4 separate regions of the Mus musculus genome follow, and regions 1, 2 and 4 are each linked to region 3. A link is a contact called in public Hi-C, HiChIP or PLAC-seq and promoter capture Hi-C data. All regions are on one chromosome and are shown on one strand. The core of a region is the stretch at or near the end of the contact, and the rest is flanking DNA. Distances in the headings are between cores, read along the strand shown.

Region 1 (3,642 bases), core at 564-3,063, 940 kb before region 3:
ATGCCAGACCTGGGAGGTAGCTACCACAGACACGTGGGTCAAGCTGGATGCCAGAGCAGGAGGTGGGTTGCCTCAGCCAGGCCCTGGCAGCCGTGACTCATGCCAATGATGTCTGAAAGGGAGGGAGAGTAGTGTTTGGAATCCACGGGGAAAGGACAGGCTGGCAAGGCAGGGTGGGCTCGGGTTCTTGGAAGTTAGGTCTAAAGGGCTTGATCTGGGCATTGGGAGCCTATGCTGGGGTCTGCAGGTAGAGCCAGGTGTTCTCAGAGCCAGAATCTTTTCCCAGGATATAGATATCTGGGGGCTGGTTGAGAAAGTCATGGGGAGTTGGAGGCTAGAGAAAACTCAGTGGTGAACATTAAGACCATGATTGTAAGGTGAGGGTCTTTATAATAGAGGGGTGCCCAGATAGAGGGGGGTCAAGGGAAAAAGTCCAGTCTGATAGGATGTCAGAAAAGAACTGTGGGCAAGAGAGGTAGGAGCTAGGTCCATGACTGTGGAACCAAGGTGGCCAGGGAATGGGTCTATGGGGACAGGGCTGACTGTTGCTGGGCTCTAGCTACAGCTGTCACCACCTTCGTTAGAGTCAGTTCTCATCCATGGACCATAGACTGGGAACAGCAGTGTCCAGGAGCCCTGGGCTGTCTGAGCAGGCTGGGGAGGGTTCCTGGAGAAATCAGATTGGAGCAAAACCTGTGGAGGGGGCTGTTTCCACACAACCTTCCTTGGGAAGGGTTTAGCAGATGTGTCCACACACTCTTGGCCTCTACCTGTGAAGTTAATCTCTTGCTCCGCTGCCTTCACCGACTCCATATTGCCCATGGAATGAGCTTCAGCCGAGGTGTCGTGTGATCTCATTCACTCTAGGGATGGTACAGAGGAGTTGATTTCTCACCTGTTCTGCTACCCAGGAGCAGTACTCATGTCAAGGGTGTCCTCTGCATCATGTTTAGGACAGAAACATCCCCTCCCTCCTTTCCAAGGCTGATACAGCCCATACTACACCATGCTCTGTGCTGGGAACGTGCCTGGTAATTTTGTGTTTATTGTCTCTTCCTTCCTAACGGGATTAAGAGGGGCTCTATTGCTACAGGGTTCATGTTGTCTCTGGTGCTGTTCCTATAAAGCTCTTGCACTCGCTCTGGGGGCTGCTGGATGTTTGTTCCACGGGTCCCTTACCACTGTCACCTCAAGAGAGGTGTCATTTCCTGTCACTGTCTCCTCCTCAGTCTCACTTCTGCCCTCATCACTTCTGAATTCAGCGCTCACCGTTTCTGCACTGGGCTCTGTGCCAGGGAAATGCTGTGACACCAGACAGACCTAGTGTGAAAACCAGCTCTGCTCTCTGCCAGCTACTCAGCCCTGGAAAGTTACTGCTTTCTCAGGGCCTCTGCCTCCTCCTTTGTCTCTGAGATGCAGATGAAGTTTCAGCCAAAACTGGGGAGATGAGAAGAGGTTCTTGCTCAGGCCTTGGTGAGGCTGCAGATGAGGTGTGAAGATGGGAGGATTCAGAGAGGCCTCAGATGAAAGAGCCAGGATACGATGCTCCTGGAACCTTCCATCTGCTCCAGCCAGTCCACCAGGGCAGCAAAGCCACACTGTGACATGTGGACAGTTCTGGTGGGCATGGGTGGCACTGTGCTGGCGTCTTTCTCCAGCCTGGTGATTTAGCAGCCCTTACAAGGTGCCAAAGTTCTTCCCCTGGGTCAGGATGTGGAAAATCCCAGAGAGCAGCCATAGGTTAGACCGATGAGCTTGTTTGGCACTGTGTCATGGGAACTAGGTGTGCCAGCGGGCAAGGCAGGACTACGGCACCTGACAGCCCACACTGACCTCAGAGCAGCTCCCACCTTCAAAGCCAGCACACGTTTCTCTGGTGACCTGGAGCACGTGACAAAAGGGTTCCAAAGAACGGAATCCTTTCTGGGCTATGTGACACCCACCTGGAAGTGTCATCACTGGCCCACCACCCTCTAAGGGGGAGTGTCTTACAGTTTCTGTACCACAACTTCTCTCTGTTCCACATTTATCCTCCCTGACTATGCAAGATATATGTCATAAGATATATCTTATGACAAATAAGAAGGACCATGAGGCTGAATTTGTTGGTGGAGGCAGAATATCTGTGGACTCTGTGAACTCAATGCCAAACAAAGCAAGTTGCAGGCCAGCCTGGGCTATATGGTAAGACTGTCTCAAATAAAGATAGATAGATAGATAGATAGATAGATAGATAGATAGATAGATAGATAGATAGATAGATAGATAGGATTGATAGATGAGAAAGAAATGATAAATAGGTGATAGAGGAATAGACAGACAGACAGACAGGTAGATAGATAGATAGATAGATAGATAGATAGATAGATAGATAGATAGATAGATAGATAGATAGATGATAGATAAATGATAGAGAGATAGACTCATGAAAAATTAGTAAGGACATAAATATGACAGGCCAGCTGTGTTACACACACACACACACACACACACACACACACACACACACACACACTAAATTGCAAATGGGAAACAGGCATATTGGCACACACTTTTAATCCTAGAACTTGAGAGGCAGGGGCAGGCAGATCTCCCTGAGTTCAAAGCCAGCCTGGTCTACAGAGCTAGTTCCTGGACAGCCAGGGCTACATAGTGAGACTTGTCTCAACCTCCCCCTCAAAGCAAACAAACAGAAATCATAAACGGGAATGTGGGGAGGAGGGAATTAGAGGGAAAAGCCACAATTCTACACACAGAAGGAGCAGTGAACTGAGCATAACTGAGTGTGTTTGGGGGCCAGGAGCTTGCAATACAAGTATGAGTGTGTGTCACTCCCTCACACCGCTGTGAGCATGGCAAGTCTACCACAGTCTTGTGTCCTGAGGGGGGTGCCTGTTCCATCAGGAAGCAAGGTATGCACTTAGTGGTGTCTCTCAGTCTGCTGCAAGCTTCAACACCTCTGTGTCTCCGAGGAAACGTGTCAGAGCCCCTTCCTTTCCTGCTACAGCACCTTTCAAAGTGTAGTTAAACTCTCCTTTAACTATCACTCCCTGTGTTCATTTCCAAGCATCTATTTGGCACCAACTGCATGCCAACACAGTCCACAGCCTCGAGGAGCTGATTCTAGAGTCTGGGAAGGCCTCACTGGTTGCGGCTGACCTGTTGTAGCTAAGTGAATGCTGGACCGTCCGGAGTGCCTTCCCACCTCTCTGCGGAGTCTGCTTTTTCCTCCTGCTTGCCCCACCCCATATTGAGTTCTATGTCCTGCCTCTTGTCCTGCCTCTTCCCCAAGCACTTGAAGCTCCCACTCCCCCTTCTGGGGACGAACACTCTCTAGACTTTAAAAGAAAACCCCTACTCCAGTGGGAAGCTGCTGTCTCCCATGAAGGAGCTGCTTCCCAGCAGTGCCAGCTGGTTTCTTCTGGCCGTGCAGAGGCTTGAGAGGGGTGGAACCACTCACAGCCTATCACTGGTCGCCAAAGTCAACCTGAGATGGTGGTTCTCAAGCTTGTGGTCTCCTGCTGCTGCTGCTGCAAAATATAAAAACAGATGGGGGTGATGGGAGGGTGCTACCATGGTTGAAGCTCCTTTCTGTGCTTCTTTGACTTGCAGTGTTAGGGTTGACCTTGGTTCACCTGCCGT
Region 2 (3,590 bases), core at 639-3,138, 550 kb before region 3:
AGACAATAACACCCGGTTCTCTTCTGGTTCCAAGACCAGTACTCAGGAGGGGCCCCGTGGACAGTCTTATTGCGTAAATGATGATCATTTTTCTCATTAATAAAAAGCAATAATTTGGGAGTAGGTGTGTTGGCACGAACCTATAATCACAGCATTTGGGAGGCTGCAGATATGGCTGGTCATGACTTGGAGAGATGGCTCAGTGGTCAAGAGCACGGGCTGCTGTCTCAGAGGACTCAGGTTTGATTCCCAGCACCCACATGGTGGTTCACGAAGATCTGTAACTCCAGTTCCAGGGGATCCAACACCCTCTTCTGGTCTCCACAGGCACCCACGTGGGTACACAGACATACATGCAGTCAAAAATACGGAGACATAAAATAATAAAGATAATGTTTAAAATGGTTGGCAGTCACTTGGGCTTTGTAAAGAAAAATGTCTCTCTTTTTAAATCTTGCTTATTTGTTTATTTTGGGGATGAGTGTCATGTGACATCCACGTGGAGGTTAGAGGTCAACTTCCAGGAGTCCCTCTCTTTTTGACATGTGATCCCCTGGGGTGAAGCTCGGGCCATCAGTCACTGTGACAAGTGCCTCAACTCACTGATCCATCCTGCCATTCCAAATTTTAATTAATTAATTAAGGCACTAATTCTTAACTGGTAGATCTTCTACACACCCCTCCCCAGAGGACACCTGCTCGTGACTGGAGCTGCTTTGCTTGTCACAGCTGGGAAGGAGAAAGCAGCTAGTGAGCACAGACAGAGTGGGTATAGGACTCTGGGGGGCCCTACACACACTGGCTTCAGTGAGACCCTTCTTCTGTAAAACATGAAAGAAAATTCTATTTTACAATTGAGTTGATATGGAGATAAATACCATTGAGCTGACCTACAAACCTACAAAACCCAGCTCATAAGTGTCCACTCTGAGAATCCTACCTAGCTGCCAAGTCACTTGCCAGGGCTGCTTCTAGGTGACTTTCTTTCTTTCTTTCTTTCTTTCTTTCTTTCTTTCTTTCTTTCTTTCTTTAACAAGGTCTTACTCTACAGCACAGATTTTACCTGGAACATACAATGTAGCCCAGGCTGGCCTCAACTTCCCATGTGTTGGAATTCTAGATGTTCAACATCATGCCTGATTACACATCCTTTATTGTTATGTTCATTTTTTCCTTCTGATTTTAAATTTTAATTCAAGAACATTTTCAGAGCCCCAAATGTACTCTGGGGCTTGGGAAGTGTCTGCATGACTACTGGGTAAGAGGCTTGGGGCCCCTAAACATTCCATAAAGTCTAGGACCACCCTATGAAACAGCCTCAAAGGACAACAGGTCAGTTCTGAGAATGTGTCATCAAGGAACACTCCAGAATGTAGAGTTTACAGAGTTAGTTAGTCTGAGCTCCCATAGCCCCTGGAGCCGGCTGAAATAGCCAGGATGGGTTAACCTTCACCAGCAAGGCTGTAGGGCAGGGGAGGGGCTGATGAGTACAGTGCACACTTTCATGAGACCACTCATAAACAGGTTCCCCCCTCCCTCCTCCTCCCCAAAGGGTGGATAGAGCATGGACTCCTATTTTGCTCTTGTTGAGCTCGATATCCAGGCAGCCGGCAACACTTCATTATTCACACAAACAGGAAGTCCTATGATGCCATTGCCCGGGGCAGCTTCATTAGTTTGAAGCCGAGTGGTCTCTGCAAATGTGTTTGTGTAATTTACATGATCTCCACACATGCATCCCTGTGCCGCTTGTCAAGGGAATGCACTCTGAGAAACACATCTTTGGGCAAGCTCCTTGTCTTCAGAGCACTGTGGGGTGTGCTTGCATGGGACCAGACTGGGTAAGCAGCCTCCCTGGTGCAACCCAGGGACACCCATAAGCACTGGATGCAGCAGGCAGCATTAACACCACAAAGGTGATGCTTATCCTGGGTGGTTTGATAGAAGGAGTAGAATCACTCTGGAAGTAAACTTCTGAGGAAGTTAAGGGGGATTTTCTGGATTGAGCTGGCTGAGGAGAGCAGCTCCACCCTAGCTGTGGGTGGCGCCATTCCATTAGCTGGAGTTTCAGACTGAGCAGAAAGAAGAAACCAAGCTGAGTGAGCACAGGCTCCATTCCTGCAGATACAATGTAACCAGTTCATCTCTGCAGATACAATGTAACCAGTTCATTCCTGTAGATACAATGTAACCAGTTCATTTCTGCAGATACAGTGTAACCAGTTCATTCCTGTAGATACAATGTAACCAGTTCGTTTCTGCAGATACAATGTAACCAGTGGCCTGCGGCTCTTACTGTCACACTCACACACACCCCTCTGTGAGGGACTGAACCCTCCAACTGTGAGCCTGAACCAACCTGAACCAGAACCAACCTCTCCTACTATGGGTTGCTTTTGACAGGTATTTTGTTGCCACAATAAGGCAAGTGGCTAATACTTGGAAATTGGTGTAGAGAGAAGTGGACTGTTACCCTGCTGTACCTGAGCAGGCAGTTCAAAGACCTTTGGAACTGGTTTGGGGAAAGAATATGGGAAAGTCAGAGTATTGGGCTTGGAAAGCTGTAGAATGTGATAAGCAGAACCTAATGGACCGATCTGGTGGGAATTTTGAAGACAAGAATGCTAAGAGAGAAGTGAACAGCAGAGCCTGGTCAGGAAGCTTCAGAGGAGAGTAAAGACTATACTGGGAACTGGGCTGGAGGCCATTCATGTGATGATATTCAGGCAAATAACCTGGCTGTGTGTTGCCTGTGTCCTACAAACTTGAAGGATACTGAACAAAGGAGCAATAGATTAGTCCGTTTGATGGAGAAGGAAATAAAAGCACTCAGGTTACAGCCCAGCTACTGCTCGCAGCCATCATCCAGGTCCACAGTGAGGGAGACCATGGGTCATCTGCCAAGGAAAGCTGCAGGTATGGAGTAGAGCCAGCCCAATAGAGATGCTACATATGCTGCAGGCTACTGAGCTGGAGGGGAGGACCACCTAAACCTAAAAGATTCTGTTGAAAGCCCTAAATGTTGGACATGGAGTGATAGCTTCAAAGTTGCCATCCTCCTGCCTCAGCTCCGGAGTGCTATGATTATAGAATTGGCTTGTAAGCTCATTTTTTCCAAATATTTTTGATCTGTGGTAGCAGGCTCCACAGATACAGAGACCCAAGTCTACAATTTATTTCAAAGGCTTTTGGAGTCAGTATGCTCTTAATTTATTTAGGATATTTTGCGTATATAGTTATTAAGTGAATGATTATTTATATGTTGTCTTTTTCAGACAGAGGTCTCCCTATGTAGCCTAGAGAGACCTTGAACTCAGGATCTTCCTGACCCTACTTCCCGAGTGCTAAGACTTACAACCCCAGCTCAGCTCTGTGCTCTTGTGTGTTTTCCATCTAGAATTACAACTAGTATTATCCCACCTCATAGAACAACCCTTCACTCCCCCAACCCTTCTGTTTTGTAGAAGACAGAGCAGAGCAGGGTGGAAGGGTAGATTTGTAAAGTGCCATGCACTAGGGACGGCTGATGCTGAAGGGGCATAAGCTCACAACTCAAATCCCAGGGTGACATTCAGATCAGACCTCCAGTG
Region 3 (3,494 bases), core at 985-3,484:
AGGACAGGTGGCCTTGTTGGAGTAGGTGGGGCCTTGTTAGGGTGGGTGTGGCCTTGTTGAAGGAAGTGTGATACTGGAGGTGGACTTTGGAGTTTTTAATGCTTAAGCCAAGCCCAGTGTCTCTCTTCCTGCTGCCTCCTGATACAGACATGGAACTCTTGGCTCCTCCTCCAGCAACATGTTTGCCTGTGTGCCTCCACACTCCCCGCCATGATAAGAATGGACTAAACCTCTGAACCTATAAGCCAGCCCCAACTACCCCCAATTAAATGTTTTCCTTTATAAGAGTTGCCATGGTCATCGTGTCTTTCTACAGCAATAGAAACCCTAATTAAAACAACAAGCACCATTCCCAAAACCCACTTAAAAAGCTGGGTATGCTGATGATGTACTTGATGGGGAGGCAGAGACAGAATGGTCCTGAGCCAAGTAGGCAGACAGCCTACTAGGCAAGCTCCAGGCCAGTTAAAGACTTGGTCTCACACCCAAGATTGTCATCAACCTACACAGAGAGAGAGAGAGAGAGAGAGACAGACAGACAGACAGACAGAGACAGAGAGAGAGAGGCAGGCAGACAAAAAAAAAAAAAAAAGGAGACCTCTGAACTGTAGTTCCTTCTAGATTGCCAATTCCAATGCAACCACACCTTTTCCAGTCCTGCCCATCTCTCAGTCCCCCTACCCAGGGCAGTGCCTGGCACACAGGACACCTTCAGAGAGAATGAAAGAGCCAGCTTCCCCTGTTAGAACAGAGCTTCACTCATCGTGTGGAGACAGACTTGCACGGCTTCCTTGCTACGCAGCTCACTCACGGAAGCACAAGCAAATGAGAGAGAGAGAGAGAGAGAGAGAGAGAGAGAGAGAGGCTGATCCAGGAGAGAGAGGCAGGCTGAGCCAGGGTCAGTGCGAGGAGATTCTGTGGGGAGAGGACTTTGCTCAGGAAGAGGTCAGTAAGGAAGAAGAACAGTGGCGGTGGCTGGGAAAGGCTCATACACGGAGTGGGAGAACACATGCAAAGGCATGAATTACCTTCCCGGTCGCTTGTCTCCAGCACGGAGGAAACAAGGAAGACTCTCCAGCCCACACATCCACAGGGACAGGAATTATTAAGCACAGGGTTCCAGACAGGCAGGGTTGGCCCCAGGATAAGAAAGCTTCCACCTGCCTAGCAAAGAGAGGAACAGGGCCTTGGAGACTTCTAGAACATGGAAGTCCGAAGGGGACACCCATCCCTAGTCAGAACCGCAGGGCTAACCTGGGGTAATGTCCACCATCTGGGTGATCACTGGTCCTGGTTAGCTGGGCACTTTTTTAGTACTAAGCTCAGATGAATATTCTGTCTGAGGCGAATTGAGAACAGCTGACCAACCACTTCCACCTTCCTCTCCCCTCCCGAGGTCTGCCCGTCCCCTCCTCTCTCAGCCACTCGCAGAGTCCTGCAGCCTGCGGTATGCTCTCAGAGGCAGCCAGAAACCAAGCAGCTTGTCCTGGGGACCACAAGGGATGCCTTCACTAGGGACCAATGCCTGGGTGTCCCCATCTCTAGCAGATGCACAAGACCCTGGCTTAGTTCATCCTGCTTCTAAAGACAGCTGCCTCTGATCAGGCATTGCCTCCTGCGAGCTCCCCGAGGCCTCCTCCCAAGCCTGATTTGACTTTCAGAGTGACGCTGCCCAGCAAACACCCAATCAACTGAGGAGGCAGCATCCCTGAGGACACACCCACCTCCACAACACAGAGAAAACCAAAGCTAGCAGAGCATGCTGCCCATGCCTGAAATCCCAGCACTTGGGAGGCTGAGGCAGGAGGATTGCCACAAGTTCAAGACCAGCCTAGGTTAAAAAGCCATTATCAAGTCAGGGCTACACAAGACTTAAAAACTTAGAAACAAATAAAACAACACATAAAAAATTAATAATCACCATACTATAAAGTGAAATTTGATGCTGAATTTTAAAATACAAAACACCAAGGTTAAATCTTGCCAGAGATTTATCTCCAGTGTTCGCTTCACAGCACCTGGAAGACAACATTCTTCCAAATGGACATTCCACAATCCTGGTTTTAGAACCTTCTGGAACCTTCCTCACCTGTCCAGAAGAAACTCAGAAAAACATGATCCTTCCCAAATGTTTGTCTGTAGGCTGGAGTCTCTAAATTGGAACTCTATGTGAAGATACGCCCTCAGTCTGGAGCCACGCCTAGCTGTGGGACCCCTCAACAATGCTGGTCCTCCAAGACTGCCAGGCACAGCAGGAAGGAGATATGAGAGCCCTCACCCCAGGGTAAAGGCGATGATTAAATTAATCCCTGTCAGCAAGCTCCCAGATCAACGGGATGTAATCTCCCGCAGGGCCCTGCAAGGGCATTGTTCGGAAAGAGCTGGGTATTTGCTGAGCAAATGAGCAAATAAGTTATCTAACCCTAGCTCCCAGTCAATCAGCAGTCACAGCACTGAGACCTGCTTCAGACCATTGTGGCTGGACTCAAACTCATGGCGATGCTCCTATCTCAGCCTTCCAACACACAGGGACTACAGGTATGAACCATGTTCAGTCCTGGGAACCCACAGGGTTCTACCCTGCAGCTCAGGGCTCCTGAATGACCAGTTTACTGTGTTTCGGGAAAGTACCAGGCCCCTGTGGGCACTGAAGTCTTGTAATATCGTCACCAAATTTACAGGACAATAATGGCTCCAGGGAAAGATCTTGACGACCAGATAGAGCATCTCAGAATGCTTTGGGGAAGAGGCAAACACATCATGTTGAAAGAATTCTCCACGCCAATCCCAAGGGCTGACGTAAAGCCTCCTGGGAAACTCCTTTGTTAACCCTCAACCACTCCAGTGTAGCCTAGCTCCCTGGAGTGTCCTGGGTCCTCAGCACCTGAGGTGAGGTTTCCTTCAGGGTGTCGGCCCCACCCTTCAGCCACGTGTACACAGGACATGCCCGGACCTGCACGTGCTCAGTCTCCCCAGCATGGGGCAGGGTTGCCAGGGGCCCTGCAAGCCTGCCTCAAAGCCATGAAAGAAGCCGGAGCCGACCACAAAAAGTGCAGATGGTTGCTTCATTCACTCCTGACTTACATTTATATTAAAGGGAAACTTTGTATCTTTCCCTCAAATGAGGAAACAGGATCAATGGTGAGTCTATTACACATCCTAAGAAATTAGCCCGCTGGACAGACACACACCCAAGAACTTCTTCTGTTTGCACAGAAGTCTTCACCTTGATAGAGAGTGAAGGAAGTAACAGAAAGAGGACACATTAGTGCCACCCAGAAGTGTCCCCAACTGTCCCAGGCCAACCCAGGGCTCTCAACTATCCCTGCCCATCAGGATTGCCTAAGAGTTTCCAGAAGAAACAACCTCACTTCCAGAGACTTCTAATTCTACTGGCAACGCAAGTGACCATGAAAACATCCTATAAACAGAATTGTTCAAAGAACCAGAAAGGGCCAGGGATGTAGGTCAGGGAGCAGAGAGAGTTCTTGGGT
Region 4 (3,439 bases), core at 620-3,119, 740 kb before region 3:
ACGCACAATGGGCTGGGCACACTCTATAAATCACTAAAAAAAATGCTCTGCAGACTGAGACACAGGTTCAAATGTCAACTGAGATACCTTCCTGTCAGATGACCACACTTTGTTTCAAGTTAATGTGAACCTAGCCAGCACTGTGGAAGGGAAAGAGCTGGAACAACCAACTCTAAAATTTGATGTTGAATGTTGTAGATAACTGGAGCCAGCAGAATTCAGCAGAAACACCCAGGAGTCTCAAAAGTGACACTTCAGTTAGGGTGGATAGGACCCTGTGAAAGTGCCCAGTGTTCTTTCCCTGGTTTCAGAACAAAATGTAAGCAAAGAATGTGAAGAAATTAAAGTCTGTGGGTAGGAAGGAGATCTTATTGGGAATCACATTGGCAAGGTTCTCTCTCTCTCTCTCCCTCTCCCTCTCTCTCTCTCTCTCTCTCTCTGTCTCTCTCTCCCTCTCTCCCTCCCTCTCTCTCTCTCTCTCTCTCTCTCTCTCTCATGCCTGCAGGCAGAGAGAAGAAGCAACATCTGAAAGAAGAAAAAAGATTTGAAATGACAGCAGTGTAGGGTGCTTTGAGATGATTCAGGCTATCTGCGTGGAATAGGAACTAGGTCCCTTGCCTGAAGTAGCTGATATTTATGGCAATGTTAACGTTCCTCCTGGTGAACAAGAATACACCATTGGCCATCTTCTTTCCTGGTGTGTGTAGAGCCAACTTGAGGCTTTCCTTAGGCATCAGGAATCCTCCCTGTTAGGACCTGCACTTCCATTTTGGGGACTGCAGCTTTGGACCAAACACATGCTGGTGAATCCCTCACCCCACTGTTAACAAAAAATCCACAGCTCTCATCCTAAAAAGAGTAAGGGATACTTCATTCTAGAGCCAGTTTGCATGACAGTTGTCAGAGAACACAGATTTCCATCACCCAAATTCCATGTTCAATGAGGAATCACTTCTACAAAATCATTATGACTTTACAAAAGAAAGAAAGCCACAAACCTGGGCAAGTTTAAGAGGCATGGGTGGATACCTGAGAGTCAATTGCATCAGCATGGGGAAAGCTTCTCTCTAGACTCAAGTCATCATCTGCTTCCATGCTGCTCCTGGGTTGCAGCTAGCTGGTTGCTAAGTTAATAGATCCTATTGTCACAGGTGTCATTTCTGACACACAGGCAGGTAATGCATGGGTGTTCCATAGAGGTAGAACTTATCACAAGATAAGGTGATAATGAGCCTCTGTCAGGACCTGCCATGCTCCAATCTCTCTACAGAACTGAAACTGTCAACAGCCAGTCAGTCTCTGCAGACAAAGACACCTTTCAGATTTCCTCCACTGCCAGACACAGGCAGCTTCCCTTCAGATGTCAGATAGCCAAACAGTGCAAAGCATGTCTCTGTTTTTTATGTACCCATTCTAGCATGACAGGACACTTATATAGAAGCAGGCTAAAGCCTGTCAACATTGAGGAATGTGTTTATTAATGTGCAAGCTTCCCTATAAAAATGTGCTAGCATGGACACAGAATGGTTTTCTTTTTGAAGTGAATTAGAAACACCAGACAAGTGTTAGCTTTATATCTCCTGGGGAAATGTGGTCTGTGTTTGTGCTCTGTCTTTTTGCCTTCACTACACATCCTTATTCCACAGTCTCCTTTGAACAGTTATAGGCATGGTAGCCACACTAGTTCACCCATTGGTTTGTATTTAGAACAGTAAGGGGTTTTCCCAGCAGGGAATGGCTCTGCAAGATAAAACCTGTAAGTGCTTGTTCCCAGAAATCACCCAGTCTGTCCTTTTCCCATCAGAGCCCAGAGCACAGCTTGTATTCATCAGCATTTCCTAAGAAGTGGGAGGAGTCCTTGGTGGGGGCATGCAGTGGAGAGAACAACAGACCAGGAAGGCAGCAACTCTGACCACCAGGAGCCAGCTATCACAGACACTGGCAGCTGGCTCAGCTCTGCAGGTAAGGCCCTGATACCTTCTCTCTGGGGACAGAAGAAGGCTTCACAGGCTGTGTGGTATTGTCTATGACCAAGGGTTTTGGTTTGGGGAGGGTGAGGATTTTTATCTGGGGCATGAGTTTGGACTCCAGGAACATTTCTGCAGTGCCTGAACATCTTCACTCTTATCTGGGTCTTCATGGCTATGGAAGTTGCTGGTGCCATGAGCTATGCCCTGGAAAGCAAATGGAGCCTGCTCCTTCTGACCCTCCACAGGTCCATACTGAGACCTTGCTAATGCAGGTGCTGATGTAGAAGCCAGGAGGGGACAGGATTGTTAGAGTCCATTTGCAGAGTCAGCACCACTGCCATGCTCCCACCAGACTGCAGAGGCCTTAGGTTCAGGGACCCCACTCCCCTTGTAAATTCCATGGAGCAGAAAGTAGGGCCACACTCTGTCCTAGACAGGGGGATAAGACAACTGCTCAGCTACTGACTCATTTCACTGCTCCACCAACAGAGTAGCCTGTGTTCTGTGGAAATAACCTTGAAATCAAGTATTATCTGATGCTTTTCCAAAGAAATGGTTGCCTCAGTCTGACACAGTGAAGGTGGCTGAAAACCCTGGCTCCTCAGCAGGCATGCCAGTGCCTGGGGACATGAGGAAAAGCCCAAACACCTTTCTCCCCTACTGTCCATTTTCCTAACTCTCCCAGTCTCTTCTCCACCCCATCTTCCCCTTGGCTCCTTCATCCTATCCCCTCAGCCTCCCATCCACCAGCCCATCTGTCTTCCACTTCCACATTCTTTCTTTTCCTTTCCCATTGTCCTCTTTCCTGTCCACTCCTCTCTCTCCCCCTCCCCCTTCCACCCTATGGCATCTGCATTTCCTCTGACCTCTCCTACAATCTGTGCAGAAGCTGAAAAGGAGCCCTGTCTTTAAAAAGATCACAAGCCATCAGTTGTAGTCTTTCATGGTGCCTGCAACTCCCAGGACATGTGTGTATGGAGGAGATGGCCCTTTGGACATTTATCACATTCACTCCCATGTTGAAGATACTATATAATATAGATATTATTACTAATTATGTAACCTGTGCCTTTTGACAGGTTGCCCAGAGATGTCTACTCATCGGATTGCTACTACACAGAAATCCTCAAAGCAAGAATAAAATATGATCCCGGAGGGATAGATTTAGGCTCTACTCAGTTTTCGTCCCATCAGAAAGCCTTTTTGAGCTAAGGTATAAACTACCAGGTGGTACCTTGGTAGGAGTAAAAGAACCTTCCACGATTGGTCCTTCTAATTGGCACCTGTTCTCAGAGGTTCCAAGGCTCTGACACTGAGGCAGAAATCTTCAGTCCTTCCTGTCAATTGACATCCGAATTCCCAGAAACACGCACTGGATCCAGCTCAGTGCAATGACATTTTTTGGACAGGTTGCCTATAGGTTGGGGTGGGTCCTGTCCTACCTAACTGGCCTGAGATTCCTTCCCTGA

Evidence for each region. Promoter capture Hi-C pulls out the DNA fragments that hold promoters and counts their contacts. Hi-C and Micro-C count contacts between places; a contact is called where the count stands out from the background. HiChIP or PLAC-seq counts read pairs in DNA pulled down with a chosen protein or histone mark.
Region 1: a contact with region 3 is called in a Hi-C map of natural killer cells, with 6 times the contacts expected there. The contact joins the enhancer-like site here to the promoter of Syne3 in region 3. A contact is called at or near these places in 1 of 39 promoter capture datasets (hippocampal neurons), 1 of 484 Hi-C or Micro-C datasets (natural killer cells) and 1 of 115 datasets of contacts at active chromatin or transcription factors (memory CD8 T cells).
Region 2: an H3K27ac HiChIP or PLAC-seq map of embryonic stem cells shows a contact between it and region 3, with 5 times the contacts expected there. The contact joins the enhancer-like site here to the promoter of Syne3 in region 3. A contact is called at or near these places in 6 of 39 promoter capture datasets (cranial neural crest, frontonasal cranial neural crest, hippocampal neurons and 3 more), 1 of 15 datasets of contacts at CTCF or cohesin (embryonic stem cells), 2 of 484 Hi-C or Micro-C datasets (cortical neurons and embryonic stem cells), 6 of 115 datasets of contacts at active chromatin or transcription factors (craniofacial prominence, embryonic basal ganglia, embryonic limb bud and 3 more) and 1 of 9 other capture datasets (embryonic stem cells).
Region 4: a promoter capture Hi-C map of pre-B cells shows a contact between it and region 3, with 2.4 times the contacts expected there. The contact joins the promoter of Serpina3i here to the promoter of Syne3 in region 3. A contact is called at or near these places in 1 of 39 promoter capture datasets (pre-B cells) and 1 of 115 datasets of contacts at active chromatin or transcription factors (large pre-B cells).

Annotation. Positions count from the first base shown.
Region 1 is chr12:104,055,953-104,059,594 of GRCm38.p6, forward strand. No RefSeq gene overlaps it. Among named protein-coding and RNA genes, the nearest start is that of Serpina12, 13 kb to the left of the region's middle. Within about 2 kb of position 1,814, at least 69 of the 459 cell types and tissues checked have an H3K27ac peak or open chromatin away from gene starts, as enhancers often do. A contact at or near this core is called in hippocampal neurons, memory CD8 T cells and natural killer cells, where this site is marked.
Region 2 is chr12:104,451,208-104,454,797 of GRCm38.p6, forward strand. No RefSeq gene overlaps it. Among named protein-coding and RNA genes, the nearest start is that of Gm40562, 19 kb to the left of the region's middle. Within about 2 kb of position 1,889, at least 6 of the 459 cell types and tissues checked have an H3K27ac peak or open chromatin away from gene starts, as enhancers often do. A contact at or near this core is called in embryonic stem cells, where this site is marked.
Region 3 is chr12:104,996,443-104,999,936 of GRCm38.p6, forward strand. Syne3 (spectrin repeat containing, nuclear envelope family member 3) reads right to left here and starts at 2,235. Exons shown (of 19, transcript NM_001042699.2): 1 at 2,090-2,235; 2 at 1,029-1,160.
Region 4 is chr12:104,261,253-104,264,691 of GRCm38.p6, forward strand. It overlaps Serpina3i (serine (or cysteine) peptidase inhibitor, clade A, member 3I), which reads left to right and starts at 1,870. Exons shown (of 6, transcript NM_001199940.1): 1 at 1,870-1,962; 2 at 3,050-3,183.